2 separate regions of the Pan troglodytes genome follow, and region 1 is linked to region 2. A link is a contact called in public HiChIP or PLAC-seq data. All regions are on one chromosome and are shown on one strand. The core of a region is the stretch at or near the end of the contact, and the rest is flanking DNA. Distances in the headings are between cores, read along the strand shown. Region 1 holds the start of ZNF8 (zinc finger protein 8). Region 2 holds the start of ZIK1 (zinc finger protein interacting with K protein 1).

The links. HiChIP or PLAC-seq counts read pairs in DNA pulled down with a chosen protein or histone mark.
Region 1: a contact with region 2 is called in an H3K4me3 HiChIP or PLAC-seq map of stem cell-derived excitatory neurons, with 4 times the contacts expected there. The contact joins the promoter of ZNF8 here to the promoter of ZIK1 in region 2. A contact is called at or near these places in 1 of 7 Hi-C or Micro-C datasets (stem cell-derived neural progenitor cells) and 1 of 1 datasets of contacts at active chromatin or transcription factors (stem cell-derived excitatory neurons).

What each region holds. Positions count from the first base shown.
Region 1 is chr20:61,214,101-61,218,106 of NHGRI_mPanTro3-v2.0_pri, forward strand. It overlaps ZNF8 (zinc finger protein 8), which reads left to right and starts at 2,421. Exons shown (of 4, transcript NM_001246438.1): 1 at 2,421-2,616. The coding sequence starts at 2,551. It overlaps ZNF544 (zinc finger protein 544), which reads left to right. Exons shown (of 7, transcript XM_063802368.1): 7 at 651-989. The coding sequence ends at 700.
Region 2 is chr20:60,523,277-60,527,118 of NHGRI_mPanTro3-v2.0_pri, forward strand. It overlaps ZIK1 (zinc finger protein interacting with K protein 1), which reads left to right and starts at 2,536. Exons shown (of 4, transcript XM_009436525.5): 1 at 2,536-3,186; 2 at 3,526-3,564. The coding sequence starts at 3,550. All of the region lies in intron 2 of ZNF416 (zinc finger protein 416), which reads right to left.

The DNA of each region.
Region 1 (4,006 bases), core at 1,171-3,670, 690 kb after region 2:
TCTCAGCTCATCGCAACCTCCGCCTCCCAGTTTCAAGTGATTCTCCTGCTTCAGCCTCCTGAGTATCTGGGATTACAGGTGCCCGCCACCACACCTGGCTAATTTTTGTATTTGTATTAGAGACAAAGTTTCACCATGTTGGCCAGGGTGGTCTCAAACTCCTGACCTCAGGTGATCCACCCACCTCAGCCTCCCAAAGTGCTGGGATTCACTCACAGGCGTGAGCCACCACACCCAGCCAAAAGACAGAATTTTAACAAATTTGGTTAAAGATGGAATTGGCTTTTATTTGTGATTCATGAATCTGGGCAGCCTCCACTCTGCAAAACAGAATGAGGGCTCCCACGGGGCAAATGGTAGAATAGTGGTTTTTGTAAGATAGAGAAAAGGCTAATTAGTTAACACTAGGTTACTTTTCTTTTAGGGACTAAAGCAGAGGGGACTTCCTTATTATGCTGCTCAGGTAGACTGGAAATCTGGTTTGTTTAGGGATCTACCTGCTTAAAGTATCAGTCTGATTATGTGGCATTTAGCCTAAGTGACTCTGTCTTGGTTTGGTCTGGTCTCACGAGGCCTAGAGCAGGAGCTCAGTCCAAAACCATGTCCTCTCATAATTTTGTGTAACTTGCCTAACACCTGCTCCTTCTCAGGAACGAGGGCCAGCAAAAAGCAGAGACGGTACAGGGCCAGAAGGATCTGAGAGAGTGTGGCCAGCTTGAGCCCCTCAGGAGTCGGCCAGAAGGATCTGAGAGAGTGTGGCCAGCTTGAGCCCCTCGGGAGTCAGCTGCTCCGTCCCCACTGGTAACGTCTTCACCCCTTCAACACGGTGTGAAGGGCCATGTCATGGTTGATCTTCAGTCCCTCAGACTACACCATCAGCCCCATGGGGATGAGCAAATAACAAGTAACTATACTGTTCCCTGCTATGTGTCTGGCTCTTGGTAAAAATTTTAAAAAATTAAAAATTGTTGCGGTTTGAATGCAACATTTTTGAATGGAAATCTGCTTCCCCATTTTTCTTTTTTAATAACTTTTTATTTTTTTTTGAGACGGAGTCTTGCTCTGTCACCCAGGCTGGAGTGCAGTGGCCTGACCTCGGCTCACGGCAACCTCCGCCTCCCAGGTTCAAGCGATTCTCCTGCCTCAGCCTCCCGAGAAGCTGGGACTACAGGTGCCCGCCACCACGCCGGGCTAATTTTTGTATTTTTAGTAGAGACGGGGTTTCACCATATTGGCCAGGTTGGTCTCGAACTCCTGACATCGTGATCCACCCGCCTCGGCCTCCCAAAGTGCTGGGATTATAGGCGTTAGCCACCGCGCCCGACCTTTAATAAACATTTTAATGGACTACAACAGACCCACAGAAAAAGACACATCACAAAGTGAACACCCACAGGGAGAAGCAATAGGGCTGTCAGAGGCATTCGACCCAGAGCGACTCCATTTTGGGTGAGGGCTAGGAAAATGAGGCTGGGCTGCATTCCCAGAAAAGTAGGTATTCCTAACCTCTAGATGTTTACGGTTAAGGGAACAAATTAATAATGGGTACTAAAACAGACCCAGACTTGGGAGTGTCCAGATATCCCGGTATCTAGAGAACAAAGGCATTCCTAATTTTGCTTTAAAAATAATATCGATTCTTGAAAAATACAGTAAGAAAATTGATCCTTTTTCACAAACCCTTGTAGCAGAGCACATCTCCCCAAAATCTATTTTTAGCCCAAATATACACAAGCATTGTACCTAGCGTGCATACGTTCCTCTTACTTTCAGGAACGTCCTACCGTCTATGGGGTAGCTGTTTCACAACTTTACTTTCTCAACAAACTTGCTTTTACTTTGCACTGCGGACTCGCCCTGAATTTTTTCCTGCGCGAGATCCAAGAACCCTCCCTTGGGGTCTGAATCGGACCCCTTTCCTGTAACACAACCACCGCTCCCAGCCTCCCCGCTTCCAGCCGCTACGCCCAAAGTCTCTTATATGAACAAACCCCTAACTCGTCCTGTGACTTTGATGCGTGTGCGTTTTAGGCACCGGGGAGCAGAGGGTAAAGCGGCGCAGCTCCGGGCCTCCTCCCGCGCAAGTTCCCGAGAAGAGCAGGTCCGGCCCGCACAGACGTGCACGGTCCCCAGCCATTAGGAGGAGCAGACGGTCCCCACCCCCACAATCAGCCATCTCTCGGGGTCCGCCCCTGCTCCCTGCCCACGACTGAGGCCTCTGGTTGCCCGCACCCTAAGGGGCATCGCAGCCCGGAGCAACACCGCCCCCACCAGCCTTAGCTGAGCGCTCCCATTGGCCAGAGGCCAGCGGGTGGGGGCTCCCATTGGCCATCGGCCATAATGCTTCCATTGGTCGAAGGCCAGGCCAGCGGAGACTCCCATTGGCCGAGGGCTGTGGTTCGCCGCACGGCCTACTGGGAGTTGTAGTCGCCGCGTCGCCGGTGCGGCCGCCATTGTCCGGCGTTCGGCGAGTCGGGTGGTCCCTTTGGCTGGAGTGCCTCTCTGGTCTGGGGATCACCTCAGGCGCTATCCTTCACTGGGCGATCCAGCATGGACCCCGAGGACGAAGGGGTAGCGGGAGTGATGTCTGTGGGGCCGCCGGCGGCCCGGCTTCAGGTAACAATAACAACAATAACGACGGCGGCGGGCTCCGGGCAAGCGTCTCCCGCGCAGACTGACCCTTTCACCTCGCGGCGCGATGAGAGCGGCACCGCTGTTAATGCTCTTGACACGTGGGGAAACTCAGGCGCGGGTCGGGGCGTGGTGACCGTCCTGGCCGGTCAGAGAGGGGGCCGGGGTTCCAACCAGGCGCCTGGCCCCCGAATGCGCATGCTCCACGCGGCTCTGTCCTCCCCAGGGCTGGGGTCGGTCATTCCCGAGAGAATCGAGCAGGCCCATCTCCTGCGTTCGGCTCCGCCCCGCCGACACCCTTGCCCATTCCAGGAAGGTCTGTCCTCGTGTTGACTGATAACAGTAATTGTAGCGTTGGCCGGGTGCCCAGATGGCAAGAATCATCGAATAGAGATGCTTTAACGCGTGGAGTCAGCGGACACCCACCGGGACCCCAGCACCGCGGAGCCCCTGCCCTGGGGCTTGGGCACAACCTCTTGGGGGCAATGATGGGTCACCACGCACTGAGTGTGATGAGAGTGACCACCAGGGTCGTCCCCTGCGAGACTGTGGGAGAACTGCAGTGCAGGGCGGTCAGTGTTTGCAGGGCCATCTGGCCATCAGAGCTCCACTTTCTAGACAAAGTGGCTGCTGCCTGTGTTCTCCATAAAGCTGCCTCGCGTGGCAGGAAACAACAATAATTATACTTCCTCAAGCTCTGCAACTTTGAAATTATATACTTTTTTTTTTTTTTTGGTCGTTGGTTTGTTCATGGGGATTTGCATTATTTCAGATTTGGTGCATAAAGTGAGACTTGATAATCTTAGGTTGCAGGTTTTCAGATGTGTGTTACTCCAAATTTGCATGAAATGCTACCAGGTTTTATTTTGTTCTTGCTGTGGATGGGGGACACGGAATGAGTCGTAAGAAAGGCTTGAGAGAAAGTGTATTAGTTACCTGTTGCTGTGTAACTCAAAACTTCGTGACCTGGAACAACAATAAATATCTCACGAGTTCTGACAGGAGTAATGGAATGTCCCAGCTGGTGGTTCTGGTTCAGGCCCATGAAGTTACAGTGAAGATGTCAGCATAGCTGTTGTCACCTGAGACCTGAGTCTGGAGGACCCACCTCCAGGATGGCTCACTCACATGTCTGTTGATAGGAGACCTCAGTTGTTCTCCATGTAGGCCTCTCTTTGGAACTGCTGGGGATCCTTGCAACATGGCATCTGGCTTCCCACAGAACAAGTGATCCAGGAGAGGGCAAGGTAGAAACTGTAACACCTTCCATGACCTGGATTCAGAATTCACACTCTTGTCACTTCCACAGTGTCTTACTGGTTACAAAGTCAACCTTGTTGAGTGTTGGAGGGGACCACACCAGGGCTGGAGGTCA
Region 2 (3,842 bases), core at 1,286-3,785:
AATATATACACCTACTATGTACCCCTGAAGACTAAAGATAAGAAATCAAAAAAAATAAAGACAGGATGGAGCTAAACCTGGGCCCTCTGGAATGTTCTACCTGCAGATGGAGCTGGCCTCCACTATCTTCAGTCCCTTGCTAGATGTCATGGTCCTTGAGGTCAACACTCCCCACACCTGCGGAATCCCTTGGGATTAACTGGGTGAACAGTAATAGAAGTTAGTGGACTATATGAATGACGCTGCCAAGCTATACTTGAATAGCTGTGCCAAATAGACAAACACAGAAAGAAAACACAAAACAACCCATCCACATCCTAAGGGCTTCACACTTTCTTGCACTCTGTCTTCAATGTTTTTTCAGCTTTCTCTTTAGGTACTTATTGACTGTTGGTCTCACATAAGTTTAGCCATAGATGGAATTTATTACTGCTTTGTGACCACTGGCAGCCTCCCTCATCTCTGGCTGGGCTTCTCCCTGAAGGACTGGGCCTCAGGAGTAGGTGGGTCATTTGTCCCCTGGGCATGCCACACAGAGCAGGTTTTCCGAACTAGGCTATCCCTCCTCCCCAAGTTATCCAGGCAATTCTGCTAGTTCTATGCCTAGATGGACACACATGCTTGAAGTTTGGGGAGCCATGTTTGATCTGATGCGGCAACTCTGAAAGGACAGTGAGGGTGAGGGCAGGTGTTAGGTGGCCATTGTGGGGGCTGCTGGCCTCTGGGACCAGAGGGTAATGAGGTGCACAACCGTGTCACCTAGAGGGTGCCAGTGTTAATAAGGAAAAGGGTTGCTGTCTGACGCACACAGAAGCCAATGCCATGGCACCAGGTTTTTGAGAAAAGCAAACCTTTATTGCAAGTCGACAAACAAGAAGACAGGAGTCCAGCTCAAATCTGTCTCCCCAATATGGGGTTTGGGGCAGCTTTTAAGGATTAGGAAGGACAGGTTGGTAAGCACTGGAAGGGTGGATTTTGATTGGAAGGACTTCAAAGAAATCTATTGATGGCAAGGCGGGGATGGGGGTGTTATCACCCAACATTCAGAGACAACAGACCCCTTGCTTTCGGAAGTGTTTCAGCACTTGGGTTCCAGCCATAGCCTGATATTTTGGTTTCCTGTGGTGACAGGGTGGAGTCTGGTAGGTGAGACTTCAGCTCCGAGTGTTGGGTCAATGTTTTGTTTTCTTTTCTCTTTTCTTTTTATTTATTTATTTATTTACTTATTTATTTATTGAGACAGGGTCTGGCTCCGTTGCCCAGGCTGGAGTGCAGTGGCATAATCATAACTCACTGTAACCGTGATCTCCTGGGCTCAAGCGATCCTCCCACTTGAGCCCCTGGGCTGAGCGATCTACTCAGCATCCTGAGTAGCTAGGATTACAGGTGCACCACCATACTCGGGTAATTTTTTAGTTTTTGTAGAGACGGGGTCTGGCTATGTTGCCCAAGTGATCCTTCCACCTCAGCCTCCCAATGTGCTTGGATTACAGGTGTGAGCCACCGCGCTGGGCCTGACATTTTCTTTTCTGCACATTCTCTAGCTGTGAAACTTGCAACTCTTTAGCTCTGTGCCTGCAAAATAACTGGACATTATGTTACCAACAGAGGATGGCCAGATGAGACTGGTCCAGTGGTTAAACCTGCACCTTCATGGAGGCCATTATGAGTATCCCTACAGGCCGAGTCTCAGGGTGCCCCCAGAAGCCCATACTAGCCGCTGTAAGGCAGAGCATGGACTTCCCCTCGGGGACTAAATCCCATTCTTGGGCTCCAGAGGCCTTGTTCCTACCACTGTACGCCACCGCTTGGGGTGCCCTGGGAACCCGCCTACCTCCCTACTGCCCTGAGGGCGGTTGGAGATGGTCCCAGCAGGTGTGGGAGATGAGGTAGGAGACGTCTTCAACGGGGTCCAAGGCTCATCTGGACCCAGTTCTCAGCCGAGGGGCGGTGGAGAGGGCGTCAGAAAACGCAGGAACGGCTCCCAGACCCAGGAGGGGACTCAGGGAAGCAGAGGCGCTTTCCTCGGCGGCTCTGGGGCCTTCCCAGCTCGCCCGGCCCCCCTGGAGGAGACGAACCCCGGGGTGGAGCTACGGAGAACCCCTTCCCATGGGACGTCTCGGCCCCGCCTCCCGCCTCTGGGTACAGTCAAAGGGCTCAGGTCAGAGCAGGAGCAGCCGGGGGCGCGGCCCCCACGTGGCCTCCCGGGACACGTGCCCACAGCGCGACACCTAAGTCGCTCCTGTCTTTCACAGAATAGCCTTGGCCCCGGCACGGCCTCGAACGCCTTGACCCCGCAAGGGAGGGGGACGAGGCTCCTTTGCTCCCGCAGGAGCGTCGAATATGTGTGGAATACGCGTCGGTGTGGATCTGGCCTCAGCTTCCTGAGCCTGAATCAATGCTTCTAATCACGTGGGCGCTCAGCCGCGACGGGACCACAGAAATCGACCAGCGGCCTGTTTAAGGAGCGACAAGGCCCAGCCCTCTCCTGCATTGTGGCGACGCCATTTCCCTGCGCCCCCAGCGCGGCCGCTTGGCTTTTGTTTGAGGTGACGCTGGGTGGCAGCATCTTTCCCTCAGCCCTGGGGACCAGCGGGGACTACAGAACCCAGAAGGTTTTGTCTCCAGCCGCAGGGATGCTGAGCCAATCCGCGCTGAGAAAAGGGTCGTTTCCGCTTTGGGACCAATGGGTCGGGGAGGGACTTCCGGTATCACTTCAGTGGCGGTCATTTTTGCAGCGCTTGGGTGCATCCAGACCGTCAGAGCTTTGGGAGCGCTTTGTTTGGCGACAGTCGGAAGGCGCGAGGGGAGGGGTCCTCCCGCTGAACAGTGGGGGTTCTAAGGGTCGGCGGCGGCGGGGTTGACGGCTTTGCCTAGGTCCCTGCGCCCGTAGCTGTCGGGTCCCGGCCCCGCTCTGCCCACAGGCTCCGATGGCTGCGGCCGCGCTGAGGGCCCCGACTCAGGTGAGCGCTGCCTCTACTGGGCCTCACCCTCCATCCCCAAATTAGTGCCTTCTTGGGTCACTACGGTCGAGATCCTCATGTCCAGTACAGTGGGGGCTCGTGGGTGGGGTCCCTATTTCCAGAACTTGGGTGATGGGGCACGGAAGAGGGTGACAGGCAAAGGGACCAGCGTTTCTAAACTCTTGGAGACACAGTGAAGAAGGTTCATACCTGGAGTGCCAAGGTGAGGAGTTTTCCCTCAATTCTTAGGATGCTAGGAGCCGTGGAGGGTTGTGTACAGAAGCGGCATATGGTCTGAGTTAGGTCTTTCGAAGTTTTCCAGAAACCTCATGGAGTTAGACTAGAATAGAATGGAATAACACAGAGGCACAGGGAGGTTGAGTTCTTGTGCAAGGTCCCACAGTTGCTAAGAGTTGGCACTGAGGACTGGAACGCTGAGGCTCAGAAATAATGCAGGCATCCTCAGTCCACCTGGCTCTGGCCTGGACAGGAATCCAGGGAAGCCTGAATCCGTAGAGCCCTGTATGGTCACCTGCCTTTCATGATCTTTGGCTTTCCACAGGTTACTGTGTCTCCAGAAACACATATGGACCTCACAAAGGTGAGTGGAGGGTGTCCCAGGCCCTCACTGGTCCTGGCCCCATCCTGGGGTTTTTTCATGGATCTTTTTGCCACCATCCAGTTCTTTGACCTAAGGACTCTTCACAAACTCGAAGCTTGACATCCTGATTCTAGACTGGTGGTTATTTGTAGACATTCTTATTGCTGGCAGACAATGGAATGAGGTGTGAAAGGTTGCCCCGCCTACGTACAATAATGTGTAAGGTTGGCAGTGAAGCTGAGCTGATTCAGGGAAACACAACTCTCCTTTCTTTCTTA